Linked DNA regions of Mus musculus: all the other regions are linked to region 1. Evidence: chromatin contacts called from public HiCAR-type and promoter capture Hi-C data. All regions are on one chromosome and are shown on one strand. Each heading gives the region's core, a stretch centred on a gene start, on an enhancer-like site or on the middle of the called end of the contact. The rest is flanking DNA. Distances are from core to core; before and after follow the strand shown.

Region 1 (4,463 bases), core at 649-3,148:
ATGAAAGTAAGAGAATAGTTAGGAAACATCATAAGCACAGTTACATCTCACACAAGAGAGGGCAGTTGTCAGTTTTTAAATTAGGTCAATGTTCAATCATCCCGAGAATTAGCTGCATGTATGCCCTGTGATGGTTCTAGGAGAGGTGAAAGGAGGAGCCCCTTTGAAAGATCTAAATCTCAGCTGAAGGCAGAATTTCAATGGTTAGAGAGTCCAGTTTTATTTGGACAAAGTTGTACAAGGATTGGAAGGGCTCTCTTAATTCCAACTGTGTTAGGAAAAAGGGGAGGGGGATTCATTTCACCGAGTATCATTCAGTTGCAAAAGTATAAGAAGATATTTTTTTCCCCCTTAGGAATGGCCAGAATCCAAGCTAGGAGACTGGTGAACCGGATGTGTTCATAGCCTCTAATATTTTGGCAAAGAATGTGACTGCTCCCCGAGGGTGACTAAAGAACTTGCCTGAGGTTAAATTTAAGAGAAAGTGACTAATTTTTTTGCAGAGAATATTTCAAAGAGGGGGCACGCGGCAGCAGTCTGGGTGTTTGGTGGCAGGGAAGAGGCAGAAGATAAGACAAATGGGTCGGATAGATTCCTGCTGTGCCATGAAAAAGGGGGACTAAACAGCTTAAGATAATTTGTGAATTGAGCTCACCCGATAGTAGTGGGTTAGAGAATGGCATAAAGAGAAGGAAATGCCGTATTGGAGACTGCATCTGCCAACAAGCAGCTGGAAAGTGTATGTGTGCTCTGGGGAGAGTACAGTACTCCTGTGATCGCACCCAACAGTGGAAGCGTAAACAGGGGGCTTCCAATTAAGGCTGGACTGTGAGTTACAGGAGCGGCCAGTTGCAAGACAGTAACAAGATAATAATGAACATCTTAATGTCTTATACTCGGAAATCTTGTTTAAAGTCACACAAGAAAAGGAATCTGATAAGGGTTAATTACTGGAAATGTGACAGGGGCTTTTGTAGTTTGTGGAGGGGAGAAGGAAGAATGTATTTGTGTACTTTACTAACTACGGCAAAAGCAGTAGAGAACAGTAGATATTTTTTAAAAACCCACATAATAGGAAAAGAAGTCACCACCCTTCAAGCTTTGGTCATATTTATAACGCACCATAGTGTTCAAATTCTGTGTGGTGTGTGCGTGTGTTTGTTGGGAGGGAGTGATCTAACACAGGAACCAAACGTGGATCACAGGTGAAGCACTTCCCTACCACAAGCATGGGCTAGAATTTGACCCCCTCCCCCAGCATGGTAGTATATGTCTTTAATATGTGAATTCTGGAGGCAGATGTAGGTGGATCTCTGAATTGGTAGCCAAACTGGTCTACATAAGGAGTTCTAGGCTATCAAGATTCAAATAAAAGTAGAAAATAGAAATAAGAATAGAAAAATTAAAATAGAAAAAAAAGGGGGGGGGGCATCGACAATTCTAGGGAGAGTCTAACCGAGAGAAACCACAACATCTGGCCTGTAAATGACAGGAAGGTAAAGCACTCTGGAGCCATCCCCAGATGTTGGAATATCCACACATCACATTGTTGGATACTAGCTCAGCATTTCAGGTCTTGTCTAAGGCTAATTAATAAAGCAGTCACCCAGCCCGGGTTCTCTGAGTGTTTTGATATAGTCAGGCCATATGCAGAAACCCACAGAAAGCTCACACCCCCTGGAGGAGCCTGCTGCTGCTAGTGCACTAAACTGGCAAAACAAACAAACAAACAAACAAACAAACAAACAAAACCCCACTCAGGACAGCTCAGCTGTGCTGCGAGAGACCACTCGTCACCACCAGCCGTCCCGTAGGACGTCCCGCCCCCACCTTATGCAGGAGCAGCTGACTGGAGGATCCCGAGAGGGGCACGCGGCGCAGCCAATCGGAAGGGCGTGCCTTGCCCTGCCTCGCGGTTGACCTTGAGTCATGTAGCCGGCTACTGTCGCGGTGCCGGCGCGTCTGCAGCGGAGCTAGATGCAGGCGGTACCTGGGACATGTCCTCGCTCGGGGACCAGCGTCCCGCGGCAGGGGAGCAGCCGGGAGCTAGACTGCACGTGCGGGCGACAGGAGGCGCGCTGCTACTTTGCCTGCTGGCGGTGCTGCTAGGCTGGGTTTGGCTGCGGCGGCAACGCGCCTGCGGCATCCCTCCGGGGCCCAAGCCTCGGCCACTCGTGGGTAACTTCGGGCACTTGCTGGTGCCGCGCTTTCTACGACCGCAGTTCTGGCTGGGCTCGGGCAGCCAGACGGACACGGTGGGCCAGCATGTGTACCTGGCCAGGATGGCCCGTGTCTATGGCAACATCTTCAGCTTCTTCATCGGCCACCGTCTGGTGGTGGTCCTCAGCGACTTCCACAGCGTGCGCGAGGCGCTAGTGCAGCAGGCTGAAGTGTTCAGTGACCGCCCGCGGATGCCGCTCATCTCCATCATGACCAAGGAGAAGGGTGAGCGCGCCGCGGGCTCAGGATCCCCAGGCGGCAGGACCTGCGTCATGACCAGCATAGGGGATAGAGGACGGAGGCGTGGCTTTCTAGTGTGCGATTAAAGTGGGAGACACACTGGAAAGTGAGGGAGGTGTGGGCACCAAACTGTAAAATAAGGACCACCCACCCCGGAAGCCTTCCTTTGTCCCAAGTGAGGCCTTCTCACGCATAGGTCTGATCTCAACGTTTCTAAACATTGGCTGTGTTAGGAAAAGGGGGAGGGGGATTCATTTCACCGAGTATCATTCAGTTGCAAAAGTATAAGAAGATATTTTTTTCCCCCTTAGGAATGGCCAGAATCCAAGCTAGGAGACTGGTGAACCGGATGTGTTCATAGCCTCTAATATTTTGGCAAAGAATGTGGCTGCTCCCCGCGGGTGACTAAAGAACTTGCCTGAGGTTAAATTTAAGAGAAAGTGACTAATTTTTTTGAGAGAATATTTCAAGATAGCCAGTCTGTTCCCAGAGCCCGTGTATATCTCCCTCGGCAGACACAGGGTCTCGATCTCCTATTCTCCAGCCACCTGTCAATCCTGTGTTCTGTCTTCAGACACTGAAGTACAAGACTGAATCCATTGTGGGTGGCATATATATGCTTCGGTTCAGGAGAGTGGCCCCCTGACTTCATACTTTGATATCCCCTCCCTCACCCCATTTCTAATTTTGCCTTGGAAACTCCCCATGTAAGGCCTCAGAAAGCTCTGGAATTGGAGGCACCTGTAATGGGGAGGGCAGGTGTGAGCACTGGGCTGGAGCACGGAGAGCTTGACTGCTATATCAAGGGTAGTTAGTTCTTGTTCCTAAGGCCACTCCAGCCTCTGCAGAAAACAGAAGTTGGATGCGCTGAATTGCGTGCACCTTAGTGGCCTCTTGGCTAGAGTTGGGTTCAAGATGAAGGGTGTATGACAGCCACTGTGTAAGATGCTTCTGATTTAAGACAGGGATCTGTAAACGTTCACTCTGAATGAAATTTAGAGTAAGGATACACAACTAATCTGGCCACTGGTGAAGGAAGACCAGGAAATCTCTCTTGGCTTAAACCTCCAGCGTTCTGCCCTCTCTTCATCTGATTTAAGTGACAACTCAAGTTTATAGCCATCGGCCACAGTAAACAGACTACCAGTGTTCTGGGTCGTGTTCAGACCCCAAGGCAGGAGAATCACCTTGGCATTCTGGCTACCAGCCTAGCAGCGAGCTGATTCAGTAAGAGGCAGTCGACAGAGTAAGGCCGAGAGTGACAGATCGGGACACATGGAGGCCCTTCTCTGGCCTCCTCATGCACCTGCCTATGGGTTATACACCCTCAACCCCACCCCAGTTATCTATATGAAAAAAAATGTATTTTTATCTCACTGGAATTATAGGTAAGTCATAGAGAATTAATTAAAAATGAAGAAAATAAAAAATCTGGGGCCTGGAGAAATGGCTCATGTGATTGAGAGCATTTGCTATTCGTCCAGAGGGCCTAGGTTCAGTTCCCAGCATCCACAAGGCCCTGCCTAACTTTCTGTAACTCCAGTTCTGGGGGATCCAGCAGACTCTTCTGGTCTCTGTAGGCACCAGGCACACATATAGTACACATACATACATTCAGATAAAACATGCAGAGATGGGGCTGGCAAGATGGCTCAGTGGTTAAGAGCACTGGCTGTTCTTCCAGAGGTCCTGAGTTCAAGAGCCAATAACCCACATGATGGCTCACAACCATCTGTAATGGGATCCGATGCCCTCTTCTGGTGTGTCTGAAGAGAGCAATGGTGTACTCATATTCATAAAATAAGTAAGTAAATATTTTTTAAAAACATACAAAGTAAAAATAAATCTTAAAAAATGTTTTCAAAGTCAGCATTTTAAATTTTTATAAGAAAATGGTGTGTTTCTGAATCCTTGGTAGGAAGGGATTTCTAAAATAAGACCTGTAGCATAAATCATAAAGAAAAGGACCTGTAGACAGGCACAGTGGCACAGCAGCACTTGGA
Region 2 (4,463 bases), core at 631-3,130, 1.5 Mb after region 1:
CTGGAGATTTTAACCTTGACCTTCTTTCTTGTATAGCAAGCATTCTTATCCACTGAGCTATCTCCATAGCCCCATAGGTTCACAGTGAAAACATCACTCTCTATTCAAAAGGGCACTGTATTGCACAGCCGTGTGAATGAACTTAATAGCAGGGAATAATTTAAGAATAATGACGATTTATATTATGTATATTTTGCCATAGTTAAAAAAACTTTCGCAACTATTGTGTGATATAAAGTTTATTGTTCTAGTGTGTACATTCATGCATGTATATGTGTGTATGTAAATTTTATGCAGGGGCTGTGTAAATAGTAAAATTATTTAGAGCATTCCTCCATGGTCAGAATATGGGGCTATTCTAGTGGATGGAAAATGGAGCTATTTCAGGAGAGAGGAAGAGTCTAACAAAGACAAAGAAAACAAGGCAGCAATTCTAGCCTGATGGGGCAGAGGGATGGTAAGTGCACATACTGATTACTAATCATGTAAACGGCTTTAGACACACTGCTAAGGGAAAGTGCAGGGCTATGGGGGAGCTGAGTATGAGACTATACAAAACAGCAATGGTATTAGATTCACTATATCATCAAATGCAGCACAGACGGAAGAAGTTAAGTCAACAAGCATTTATTTAGTCTGGGGCCCAGAATGGGAGATGTTGCCTGTTGTGATGTTTGAGCATCTGAATTCTTAGACTATATTGAGTGATTTGGAGTGGCAATGAAAAAGGGTAGCAGTGTCAAAAGGCTGAACTCAGCTATGACAGTACAAAGGTACTTCACAGGAATCAACAGAAACCCATCAGGTTTGATTAGAGATTGCCACAAGCCTAGAATAGAGGTAGGGATAGTGCTGATTATATGTGTGTGTGTGTGTGTGTGTGTGTATACATATATATATATGGTGTGTATGCATGTAAAATTACATATGTAATTATTACATATATTATAATTCAGTATTTTATAATTGTATGTTCTATATTACATATATTATATTATAAATATAATATATAATTGGATATATATGGTTATAACATCTAAATTTAAAGTACATTTGCCCAATTTTTAAAAATATTTGGAACTGGTGTGTACTTTTTCAAGAAGTTTACAGTTTAGAGTAACTGGCATACTGGAATTATTAATGTTTCTATATCTTTTACAAAGATCTTTCAAAAATCTATTCACAATAATCCTCTGATATGCGGATCAGTCTCTACTTTCTTTCAAATAAAAGGTGATATTGTCAAATGCCAAGAGATGTTTCAGACAATACAGATACAAAAGAAGTCAACCAAATTTAAGAACTAGAGGTCACTTCTTTTGTGATGAGTGAAGTTTTAGTGATGTAAGGAAACCGATGTCGGAGATGAGAGTGTTAAGGAGACGGGAGGTGAGGTGTCATCTATAGATGGGTGCATAGTCTCTCGGAGTTCAAAACGTACTTGATGAAGACATTGAGACCATATTTAAAAATGGTTGCCTTTCTGTCATCTCACACACAAACACACACCCTTTCCTATTTAATAATAACAGAACACGGACACACAGGCAACTTCGACACACACCCTTTCGTATTTAATAATAACAGGACACACACACACACAGAGGCAACTCCGTTGGCGGTGACAGGTTCCGACGTCCTGGGCTGAGCACCGCTTGAGTGGCCAACACTCCGTGGAGCAGAGTCAGGTCGGGACCTTCTCGCAACCCAAGAAGTGACAGAGCCCGGCGAGTAGCACCAACTGCAGCCAGCACGCTTCAGCGACGACACGCCTCACCAGCTGTTAGCACGGAAGGACTCAAACAACTCCGTTTCCAAGGGCAACGCGCCGCCACACTTCCGGAAACGTCGCGTACGGAGGGCGCTGCGATTTTGCGTCACTTCCGCCACCTCTAGCGCGGTGGCCCTTGCGTGGATGAGGTGGGGGCGGGGGGGGGTCACGCTGGACGCTATTGTTTCTCTTCCGGTGCTGTGTGCTCTACTCGGTAAGGCGTTGGGACCGCTGCGTCCGGTAGTGACGGGCCCTTCCTGCAAACCAGCCCTTCCAATTTCTAGTCTGGTAACATTGGACGGCTACGGTGGCCGAGGAGGTTTGAGCGCGCCGGAAGTGTCCCTCCGCGCGCGCGCGCCGGGCTAGGCTGGAGACGCACGTGGCGCGGTGAGTGCGGCGGAGGGCGAGCGAGGGTGAGGGCACCCGCGGGGCGGGATGCGGTGGAGAGGCATGGGATGCGGTGGCGAGCCACGGGTCGTGGGGCTGGGGCGAAGACACCGCTCTCTCTGCGCTCGCCACTTGGCTGTGTGGGCGAGTGGCAGGGCGGCGTTTACTGCTGTCCCCTTCTTGGTGGCCTGAGCGAGGCGGAGGGGACTTAGATAAATGATCGACCCGCGGTGACCGGGAGGAGCGGCCCGTCTATTTCGCCAGGCCGGAGAGAGCATGTCTTTCCGAGGCGGAGGTCGCGGAGGCTTTAATCGCGGTGGTGGAGGCGGAGGCTTCAACCGTGGCGGCGGCAGCAACAACCACTTCCGAGGGGGCGGCGGAGGCGGCGGCGGCAGTTTCAGGGGCGGAGGCGGCGGCGGCGGCGGCAGTTTCAGGGGCGGCGGCCGAGGAGGATTTGGACGAGGGGGCGGTCGTGGAGGCTTTAATAAATTTCAAGATCAAGGGCCTCCAGAACGTGTCGTCTGTAAGTCGTCTTCTGAGCTTAACCTCCTTTGCATTGGGAATAGAATCCGGTTTAAGTTATTAGTGCGTTTGTTGATAAGACTCCGAAAGGCAAGTCGCTTGAGTGCCCTGACACGTATAAGGGACTGATCATGAGAACCGAAATGCAGTGTGGAGGTGAACTTGAGTTGGGACTGAAAAGATGAGACTTAGACAACATTGAGTACCTGGCTCCTTCTAAAGGGCAGAACACTTTTTAGGATTAAGTATGATTCCTTAGTGATATAGTTGAAACACAAAGCCAAGTTTTTAGTTTTCGTAGCTCATATTTTCAGTTACCAGAAAATACCTACAGAATTCACACTCCATAACCATGCAGCCTAGTTTGAACACTCATTCCCTTGCACCCTGCAAAATCATGTTGTAAATAAGTGTGTGTACTATCTTGTGTAGGGCCACATTCATAGTTCCCTGGGTTCCATGCTGCCTGAAGTCTGTGCATTGGACACACGGATGGAGAAGGGATTTCAAAAGAAATATAAGTAGAACTTGGCTGATAGTGAGAAGAAAAGGTTCTAGTTGTTGCTAAGGTTGGGGAGTTAGTTTTGTAGGCGAATGGTATTAATCCTGGGTTACAGAAACAGAGGTGCCTTGTGTTTGCACACTTCCCAGGAAGGGATAATCACTGGTGAAGAAGTGGTAGTGGTGATGAGTTCTGAGAAAGGAGGGAGGGATCAATAAAGCCAGAGTGGTTCACATTTGAGGCTGGGGAGGAAGAAGAGTCAATGGAACGTAGCATTGAATGCAGCTGTAACAGCCATGACAGGGTAACTGGTGGACAGCGAGTGAGCACCATTGTAAGCACCTAGTTTGTTGTTCCTGTTGCTTTAGCATCAGGTGTGGCTGCAGTTAGATGTGACTGGCCTCATTTTACAGTGTACAGACAGAAGGGGAGTCTCTTTTAGGTCCCCTGGTAGTGGCATGCTAACTTGGGACTACAGTGTTGACAGCTGAGCTCTGCCATAGAGGGGATCAGATATGGGGAAAGACAAGTGGCAAAGCCCACTGGATTCCCGAGTTGGTCAGTGTTTGCAGTGGCCTCGTGTCTGTTCTGTGCTGTTTCAGTGTTAGGAGAATTCATGCATCCCTGTGAAGATGACATCGTGTGTAAATGTACCACCGAGGAGAACAAGGTGCCCTACTTCAACGCCCCTGTTTACTTAGAAAACAAAGAGCAAGTCGGGAAAGTGGATGAGATATTTGGACAGCTTAGAGATTTTGTATCCTTTCTGATTGGGTGAGTCAGCAATCTTGTTAAGAATTATCGTGTCCCTTCCTCCCCAGCCAGAAATATCAAAGCAAACTCACTGTTTCATTCAGTGAGATAGCAAAGCTACAGACGAGTCTCACGGAGGAGGATCTGTAGGGAGCGCATCCGTCCATATTTAAAAATGATGCGCCAAGGAGAGATGGCTGTCCTCTGGGTTCTGGGAGTGGTGGCCATTTGAATACGTGCCACCAGATTGTATTGGCTCTTCTGTCTCTTGGGTTTTTGGTTTTGTTTTAATTATTTTAAAGAAAATGCCATTTCTACTTGGAAATTTCTTATAGCTAGGCATTCTTAGTGTCTTTTTCCTTAATTTAATTAATAGTATTTTTCAGTTAAGTTGTCAGAAAACATGAAGGCATCTTCCTTTAAAAAGCTACAGAAGGTGAGTCATACTTAAATTAAGATTTTGGATTCAGAGGGGGTGGTGTGTGTCTTCCTTGAGACACTCACAGCTCCTCCAGTTCGTGAAGTGAA
Region 3 (4,463 bases), core at 1,096-3,595, 1.4 Mb after region 1:
GTTGTCTCACACATCTCCCTCAGCCTAGTCAGGGCCTAAGTAACTGTTCAAGATCTATTAAAAATAACATCCAGTTTCAAGGCTGTCAAATTCACGCCCTCACTAAGGGTTTGTTTAATGTAAAGCTGGGGTCTTTTAATAAAGTTTTGACATGTATTTGTGTATGTGTGGGAGCTGGCAGACACACGCCACAGCTCTGTGGAAGTCAGGTGACAACCTGCAGAAGCAGGTTCCTCTTTCCATAATACGGTCCCAGGTCCCAGGGTTGGTGGCAAGTGCCTTTACCTGCTAAGATCTCTTGCCAGCACTCAACAGTTTTAATATATACTTAATATATGTGTAGGGAAATTACAATAGATAGCCAAGATATCTGTCTTAATTGGGGATTTCATTGATGTAATGAAACACCATGACCAAAAAGGAGTTGGGGAGGAAAGGATTTATTTGGCTTATGCTTCCATGTTCATCGCGAAAGGAAGTCAGGACAGGAACTCAAACAAGGCCGAAATCTGGAGGCAGGAGCTGATGCAGAGGCCGTGGAGGCAGATGGTTTACTGGCTTGCTCAGCCTGCTTTCTTTTAGAGAGAACCCTGGACCACAAGCCCAGTGATGGCCGAACCACAGTGGGCTGGGCCCTCCCACACTGATCACTAACTAAGAGAAAGCCTTACAGGCTTGCCTACAGCCTGATCTTATTGGGCACTTTCTTAACTGAGGCTCCCTCTTCCCAGATGACTTTAGTTTGTGTCAAGTTGACATAAGACTACCCAGCACAACACGGATGCAGGCTTCTCAAGAGAGTCTTGCCTTAGCAAGGGTTCAAAAGCAACGTACCCCAGACTGGCCTCAAATTCACATTCCTTTTGCCGCAGTCTTCAGAGCCTGGCTCACAGCAAAGCAGCTTCAAAGCGTATATGGCACAGCATTTCCCCAAGAGCTGTTCTGTGTTATCTACGCTGACCTTGAACCTGAGACTTTCCGGCCTTGGCCTCTTTTGTAGCAGAGATTAAGATAGCCTATAGGAGGGTTAGAAATGTGTGGTCTCCTCTGTTCTGGTTCTCAAAACTGTACACAGCATTAATCGTCAGTCTTGGCCATGTCTCACTTCTCCTTTACTGTTCGACCCTACAGTAAGCATGGCCTCTGAGCTCCTTAGTTTAATTTGTATAAAATCACTCACCTCTTTTTCTCTTTATGGTACCCTCCAGATAAAGCTATCAGCCACTGTAATTGATTGCATGGGACGGTAGATACTTTATCTTACTACTTCCAAAGCTCAAGAACACAGAACAGGGCCAGTCCTGCCTAAGGTCGGAACCGAAAGCCCGGCACTGGTGGATTACAAAGTCTGTACTACATGTCACCAGGCATTCCACTAAAGGTCACTTTCCAAACTAGTGACCTTCATGAGAATCTACCCATATTCCCTGTCAACCATCTACTTAATAACCTGTAAGAAGTAACTCACCTCCCTAGAACATACTCTGGAAAGGGCACATACACATAGAACTGAACAGGAGAGGAAAGGAATCAAACAAAAGGGTGAGCGGCACGGTGCCCTCCCCCAACCTGGCTTCCCACCCCTCACTACTCATCCCTAAACTGGAGATGACCACTAGACCCTGTGTGTCCAATAGGACCACTCCTGGTAGGACCATGGGGACTTTTACAGTTTTCCTCTGGAATAAGGACAGAAGTTCTGAAATAAAGGCCGTCTCTGATAGACCTTAAAGATTTTTCAGGCTTGACGTCGGTTTTGATAGGCGACAGGAAGCCTGTTCTGAGGGAAGCAAGAACTAGCAGTTTATCACTGTGTGGAGAAAAGTTATTTGGGGCTAACGCGTAGACAGCAACAGGTTTGCTGGCTGCAGAAGACACTGTGGCGGAGGTGCTCGCCCAGGTCTGGCCTTGGTTAGGGGTCTTGAGCCCGGTTACCGCAGGCCTGTGCCCCAAGCCTTGGTCCGCCTCCTCTTCCCACTTTTCAGACAGACGCGAGCAACAAAAACAGGATTCAACTTGCAGAGCCAAGTTCTCCACTACACAGTGCAAGCGCCGCCCTCTAAAGTTTAAACAGCCGGGAAGCAGCGGACGTGAGGACAAAAGCGCTCGGCGGGGTTAGCCTGAGCAAAATACCGCTGCTACGTCCTTCACTGCACAGCGCCGCAAGCCCACTTCTGTCAGTCCTAGCAGTCCCCGGAGGCCACCACCCTTCTCTGCCCCGTGCCCCACGCACGCACGGGTGTCCGCACTTACCTGCCCGCGAGCTCCCACCGGTGTCCTAGCCCTGAGGCCTCCGCTCGTCCACCCGTTTCCTGCCAGCCCCGCCCCGCCTCCTGCCCCGCCCCAGGATCCGCCTCTGCCTCCCCAAGCAACTGGGCCCTTTGTCACCCAGGCAACGCCAGGACGCCACTGCGTCTTCCTCCTGCACAGAGCCTGGCTGTGTGTAAGCATATGTGTATGTGTAAGTGTTGGGGAAGAGGGCACTGCCCGGGGAGCAAGTAGGGCAACTTCACGTCCAGGGTGGTGAACTCAGTGTTGCCGTCCCCGCCCGACAATCGCTCTTCGCCACTTCATCTAGTGCTCAGTTTAGTGTAGAGAGCTTACTCTACAGTCAGAGGGCTTTTTTCCTCATGTTTTTGTTGTTGTTGTTGCTGCTGCTGTTTGGACAGGGCTTTAGACAAAACAAAACGGAGGCAACTCCTGGACTTTCTTCCCACCCCCCAACCCCCTCTCCTCCCTCCTTCCTTCCCTGAGTCTCCTGTAGCTGAGGTCCTGACCTTGATCCTTCAGCCCCCACACTCAGTGCTGTGATAACTGTCTTTGTGCCACTGCACCCAGGACTCTCGCATGCTAGCCTAGCACTCTACCAATTCCTGGATGTTTAAGTCTGGCTTATAAAAGTAGGGGTAGTTTGGCAGTGCATGCATAAATTCTAAGAACGACAGTCTATCTGTAGGTGATGGTGACCATGGCCTTTCCTGTCATATTGTGCCTACTGTGTGCCACCTTGTCATTTAAAAGCAAGCAACTATAGATGATAAAAATTATGTTAAGGTGTTACCAGCTGACTGAGGAGTCTTTTATTACACTACTTAATCATGCGTATATGTGTAGGAAGTGTGTGTGTGTGCATGTGTGTAGGAAGTGTGTGTGTGTGCATGTGTGTACATAAGGGAGGTTCTTTAACAGGGCAGGGCGGGCTCACACATGCGTAGTCTCATGCCTGCTGCAGCAGGCTTTGGGCATCTGCAGGTATCTTTGCACAGCCTTTGGCCTTCACTAGTCTCAATGTCACCATTTCTATTAAAATAAGACAGTGGAAGTCTTGCTGTGTCTTGCTTACTGAATAAACCTTTTTCCTTGCCCCGAAAACATGTCCGAAATTAATTGGGCCCCTCTTGATGGCAAGTAAAGAGGGTTAGGCTTAGTAATATTCAATTGTCTTAATAATGATTTTCTCTGTCATTACGACATGGCATTTCAAGCTTTCCCTCCAGTGGTGGTGACCAGTTAAACCTGCACTCAGAACCGTGCCTTTCATGGGGGAAGCTCAGGGAAAATGGCTGGGAGTTGCTCTCCGTTCTCTTGTTTGGGGAAACAGTGTGGTCTATTTTTATTTTTATTTTTTTACTTATTTAGGTCTCATCATCCCCAGCCCAGCTGCCTAGACCTAGCAGAGAGTGAACTTCAGGGTGTCGACCACCGTCCTGGTTTGAATGGCTTGTCTGACTCCCAAGACTGCCTATGCTTTGGATATGACTTTCATTATTTATCTGAGTCCTGACAATGCATCTCTATCTCACTATATAGGAGCAGGATCCTCGACTGGCTGGCCTTCCACAAATTTGAAAGGAGCAGATAAAAGGGACTGCTTTTCATGCTTTAGTACCTTCTTATCTCAAAACATTGTTATTACTTCTTTCCCCTTTTGATACATGATCTTCCTATATAACTCACACTGGCCTTGAACTTGTGATTATCCTGCCTCACCTTCCAAGTACAAGGATTAAAGATAGGCACAATCACACCTTCCTTATTGTTTCACTTACACACACACACACCCCACACACACACACCTGCACGGTTATTTATGCACATGTTTCCATGTGCCCATAGAGTCCTGAGAAGAAGGACCTTAGAGCAGGAGTTAGAGGTGGCTGTGAGCTGCCCAATTAAACCCACTACAGGGCAGCAAGTATATCTTCTGAGCCATCTCTCCAGACTCCATTAATTTTATAGTCTATGTAATTAAAGGGATTTCATTATTTTGTGCTGTTTTATTTTAATTATTTATTTTGAGGTAGGTCTCCCTTTGTAGCCCAGTCCAGCCTCTAACCCATTATCCTGCCTCAGCCTCCAGAGTGCTGGAGGTATAGCGTGCACATCTAACTGTAATTATGGATTTTGAGGTAACATTTCATCTAACTTGACATTCAATAAATTTTTCATTGGTGGTTTGCAGC
Region 4 (4,463 bases), core at 1,223-3,722, 1.2 Mb after region 1:
GGAGGTGCCTACCATCTCAGGTGGGTACCTGAGTGCCAGGGTCTCGGACCCACTCAACCTTACCAAGTTTCCTGGCACTGTCCATTGTCCCACACCTGACTAATACAAATTCTACAGTGAACTAATGGATAAGTGGTGCTACAGATTGTGAGGAGCTATGTGTAGTGGTGCTAAGGCAGGAGGATCTACAAGTCCATAGCCAGCCTGGAGCTACATAGTGAGATCTTGTCTCAAAAGGAAAACGAAACAAATAAACAATAAGACTCCCACCCCACCCCCAAAAACTCAACCTATATAAACTGATAGTATGATTTATCCATGGTATGATTAAGGTGAAGGTTTTAATTGTAGGGGTGTGTGTGTGTGTGTTAATGAACATGGCCAGCAGACTGGACATGGGCAGGTCTCTCTACAAGGCAGGGGAGAATAGCAGGAGGCAGAGAAAAGAGAATACATGACGAGAATCAGGAGCCAAAGGAGAGAGGGAGAGCACAGAAGAGAGAAGATATAGCAAAAATAGCAGGGCTCTAAGGAGACTGAGTAGCTGAGGGGAGAGGAGCCTGTGAGCTGAAAGGAATTTAGGGTGGGGATGAGGTGAGACGGGCTAGGATGGACTTTGAGATGTATAACAGGTATTCGTGGTACAGAGGAACGATGGAGGGCAGCATGGATTTTGATATGCTAATGGACACCACAGGTAGTTATATATATATAGTCGCTCCTGCTAGAGGTATGAGAAACAACTCCTTTTGATGGAGGGTGTCTTAGGGTTTCATTTCTGTGAAGAGACACCATGACCACAGCAACTCTTATAAAGAGAAATATTTAATTTGGGGCTGGCTTCCAGTTTCTGAGGTTTAGTCCATTATCATCAGGGTGGGAAGGATAGCAGCCTGCAAGCAGATTATGGTGCTGGAGGAGCGGAGATTCTACATCTTGATCTGCAGGCAGCAGCAGGAGACTGCACCATACTTGTGTAGCTTCAGCATATGAGACCTCAAAACCTCAAAACACAGTGAGATAATTCTTCCATCAAGGCCACATCTCCTGATAGTGCCAATCTCGATGGGCTAAGCACTCAAACACTTGAGTCTTCGGGGCCATACCTACTCAAACCATCACAGTGGGGAACAGTTTCCCAGGTTTGTTAGGAAGGCTGCCTTTTATCTAACTGCCAGAAACCCTCCTATAGTCCAGGCTGATGTTTGGATTGCCATTTGGAATTTGGGGTACGGAAGTTTCCTTTAGGCCCAACACAACCGACCAACGGAAGTAAATAATTTTGGAGCCATTACATTATGGAGATCTATGGAAGTGTAATATCTCAGTCTGTGTGAGGAATCTTCCCTGAAGAAATAACATATCCATACACCTGATTGAAATCAGCTAACATCAAGAACACATTGCAGAGGCAGAAAGCCAATCGCCTATTCTTCCCTTACTCACATGGTGTCACCCTTAATTTTAGTAAATTCAAAGGACTCCTGGCAAGGGCTTGAACTGTGACCTCCTTGATGAAGTGGGGGTGTGATCTCTAGCTCAGGGAGGCTGAGCTGCTGCGAACAAAGCCACAATACACATGAATACAGAGCATAATGTGGCTGGAAATCTCAGAACTCCAAAGTTTATTTTTAGTGCGGTTCGATAGGGCATCCGTCATTAACTCACGGCAACTATTTAAGGAAGGCTTTGTGTTCTAGAACTACGAACCTTTGAGGTTGGCATAACCTTCCAGTAAATAGGATTCCAGCGCTCCGGAAATGCCATCTTACTAGATCACATTCTGAATCCGAACGTTTTTGAGCAGTTGCACACCCACCACTGTGTGACCGTGACCTAGTTGGGACCAAGATGCCCAAATGACTTGGATAAAGTAGTCTTTACTTGCCAGTCAGCATGCTGAACGGACCAGGGAGATTGCTTCTAAGACTTCACTAAGGTAGTCAAAGCAAGCTGACCTGTCTTCTGGATGCCACAGCTCTCCTAAACACCAACGGGCGGGCGGAGCCAACCCTTGGTGGGTGGGGGGAATATAAAGTTCGTCTTCAAGCTCTCCTAGTATTAGGCATTCATCTTTCTCCTAGCGTTTAAAGCCACTGGTCAAAGTTCTGGCTTTACTGCCACTGTTATGGGGAATCTGTCATAGAGAAATGTTTTCTCTCTGCTTGGGAATTACACATTTTCAATCAACATTTAGCTTGATTGCGCTGTTAATTTGGAATTAAGTTGGAGTGGGGGGGGGTGGCGTTGTACAAGAATAAATAACAAATCCAAAGCCAGGCTTCCTCTTCCGAGGATGGGTACGTGGGTGGGCTGGGACTGGCGTGACCCAGGACTCGGGACCTCAGCCCGCAGCTTTGCACCGCTCTGCAGCACTGCAGGGCGCAGGCTCCATCCGGGTAGCGGCGGCCACCGTGGCCCGCGCCTTTCCCTTCGGCGGCGGCGCCGCAGCCGCAGTCTGGCCTGTGCGGGGAGGTGGTCGCAGCTCCGGCCTGCAGGGGGCGCTGGCGCGGGAGGGCTGGGCCGGGGTCCGCACGCGTGCGGTGGTGGCGCGGCCGAGCGTGGGTGCCCGGGCCGCGGTCGTCGGTGAGAGTGACTCGGCCTGTGACGCGGGCGCGTTCCTTCCTCTTCCTCTTCCTCCGCGGCCCCGCCTTCCTTCCCTCCGCCCATCTCCCGCCGCGGAGGAGCCGCCGCCGCCAGCCGCGCCGTCATGTCGGCCCCCGCCGGGTCCCCTCACCCGGCCGCCGGCGCCCGGATGCCGCCCAAGCTCGGCGGAGCTGTCTCCGGCCTGGCACCGCCGCAGCAGAACGGTGAGGCGGGAGGCCGGGGCGCGGCGTGGGGCCTAGGCAGGCGGAAGGGAGGGAGAGCGGGCGGGCGGGCGGGCGGCCTGCGCGGTGGCTGGGGGCGGGCAGGGCAGGGCCGGACCGGGGAGGCCGCGGTGGGGCCCCGAGGCCGCGGTGGAGCCTGGAGGCCGCGATGCGGCGAGGGGAGCGACCGAAGGGCCGGCAGGGCGGGGCCGCCGGCCGCCTGCCATCCAGGCCTGCCCTCCCGCGCGGACCGAGGCCGGAGTGGAGGGGTCGGCGGCCCGCACGACCGTCTGCTCCGACCTGGGCGCCGGCCGGTTGCCCCGGGCGACCCTTTGGGCCCCGAGAGCTCACAGGACGCCGGGGCCGCAGAGTGCTTGGTCTATGGAGGGCTGGGAGCAACCTTGGTACCTGGTGGATCGCATCCTTCCGGGCCCCAGGAACGTAGCTTTGATTTTTTTTTTTTTAAGGCCCAGCGAGCACGCCGCCTGGAAGGGAACTTAGTTTGCACTCAAGTTTGTAGGCAGAAGGATGTAAATGTGCTGCAGAAGTGTAACTGTAACCCCGACCCACTTCGGCCTCGGATCTGTTGTGGTTTGCCGCTGCGGTTGCTGCTCAAGCCTTTGGAGTTCGCTTGTAGTAGTGTAGTGTTCCCGGGGTAGCAGGTGTCAACTAAGCGAACACCTTTAGAGTCCCCCATCTCCAGCTTCACTTTCAAGTCTAGGAAAACGTGCCAGAGTTGCTTGGCCCTGTTTTGATGCAAGGCCTGCGTAGGGAAACACGACTGTGGCTTTCATACAGAGGTTATAGGCTCCGAGCATGCAGGAGTTATTGCTGAGAAATGATCTTACCCTAGCGTGCCTGGCCCCTGCTCTGGATATCTGGAATGTTCCTAAGTAGGGGAGGGGCCCTCCTTAGAGAGTTGAGTGTGTCTAATGAGACCCTCCCAAAGTAAAGCGAAGAAAATCCCTCTGCCCTGTGTCAAAAAACAAAACTACTCAATACTCATCAAATCATTGGCCTAGTTTACACAGCGTGCTAATCAAATTTACAGCCAAAGTTTGGAAAATCAGTAATGCTTTTCAAACACGAAACACCCCAAGAATCAGGTGGAATTTTTTATTCACAATTAAAAAAAAATGATGGTTTAGTCTTAAGATCCCTAGGTTGGTCTTACTTATCAATATTTCATGCTTCTTATAGTTGTTGTTTAGTATCAAGAGCTTTTGAAGGTGAACGGTGTCATTTGTATCACACTTGTCCAGGTGAAAACATGGTTTGTGAGCAGCTTTGTCTATTATGTGTGCCTGGGTATAAATGACTGTGCCCCTCCTTGCACATAGAGTTCAGAGGATAACTTCTGAGAGTTGGTTCTTTCTACCTTGTAGGTTTTGGAAATCCAACTTAGGTAGGCTTCTAGGAACTGCTAACTAGGCTTTGTTTTGTTTGTTAACATTGTAAATCAATGTTTAACAGTTTCAGGGACGGTGTCCTTGATTGTCAAGTGTCATTTTTATTTTTTAGATGACACAGAGGTGCCAGGACATTTACTCAGCCACGTGGTTGTAGGAATAAATCCATGTCTTGATGCCCAGTGGGAATGATACTTGGTTTCTGTTTATTCTTACTCTTCATAACAACATCTGAATTGTCGTCTAA

What was found. Promoter capture Hi-C pulls out the DNA fragments that hold promoters and counts their contacts. HiCAR-type assays count read pairs that join an accessible place to other places. Capture Hi-C pulls out chosen DNA fragments and counts their contacts.
Region 2: a contact with region 1 is called in a HiCAR-type map of astrocytes, with 5 times the contacts expected there. The contact joins the promoter of Gar1 here to the promoter of Cyp2u1 in region 1. A contact is called at or near these places in 4 of 39 promoter capture datasets (hippocampal neurons, liver and pre-B cells), 1 of 484 Hi-C or Micro-C datasets (CD4 T cells), 1 of 115 datasets of contacts at active chromatin or transcription factors (astrocytes) and 2 of 9 other capture datasets (adipose tissue and liver).
Region 3: a contact with region 1 is called in a promoter capture Hi-C map of pre-B cells, with 7 times the contacts expected there. The contact joins the promoter of Casp6 here to the promoter of Cyp2u1 in region 1. A contact is called at or near these places in 4 of 39 promoter capture datasets (hippocampal neurons, liver and pre-B cells) and 1 of 115 datasets of contacts at active chromatin or transcription factors (astrocytes).
Region 4: a contact with region 1 is called in a promoter capture Hi-C map of adipose tissue, with 2.4 times the contacts expected there. The contact joins the promoter of Sec24b here to the promoter of Cyp2u1 in region 1. A contact is called at or near these places in 2 of 39 promoter capture datasets (hippocampal neurons and pre-B cells), 1 of 484 Hi-C or Micro-C datasets (Th1 cells), 2 of 115 datasets of contacts at active chromatin or transcription factors (astrocytes and embryonic forebrain) and 1 of 9 other capture datasets (adipose tissue).

Annotation. Positions count from the first base shown.
Region 1 is chr3:131,300,662-131,305,124 of GRCm38.p6, reverse strand. Cyp2u1 (cytochrome P450, family 2, subfamily u, polypeptide 1) reads left to right here and starts at 1,898. Exons shown (of 5, transcript NM_027816.3): 1 at 1,898-2,445. The coding sequence starts at 1,998.
Region 2 is chr3:129,828,813-129,833,275 of GRCm38.p6, reverse strand. Gar1 (GAR1 ribonucleoprotein) reads left to right here and starts at 1,880. Exons shown (of 7, transcript NM_026578.3): 1 at 1,880-2,158; 2 at 2,423-2,681; 3 at 3,785-3,939; 4 at 4,312-4,371. The coding sequence starts at 2,435.
Region 3 is chr3:129,899,297-129,903,759 of GRCm38.p6, reverse strand. It overlaps Casp6 (caspase 6), which reads right to left and starts at 2,345. Exons shown (of 7, transcript NM_009811.4): 1 at 2,254-2,345. It overlaps Gm46825 (a long non-coding RNA gene), which reads left to right and starts at 2,329. Exons shown (of 3, transcript XR_001783989.2): 1 at 2,329-2,443; 2 at 3,640-4,463.
Region 4 is chr3:130,058,916-130,063,378 of GRCm38.p6, reverse strand. It overlaps Sec24b (Sec24 related gene family, member B (S. cerevisiae)), which reads left to right and starts at 2,472. Exons shown (of 24, transcript NM_207209.3): 1 at 2,472-2,810. The coding sequence starts at 2,711.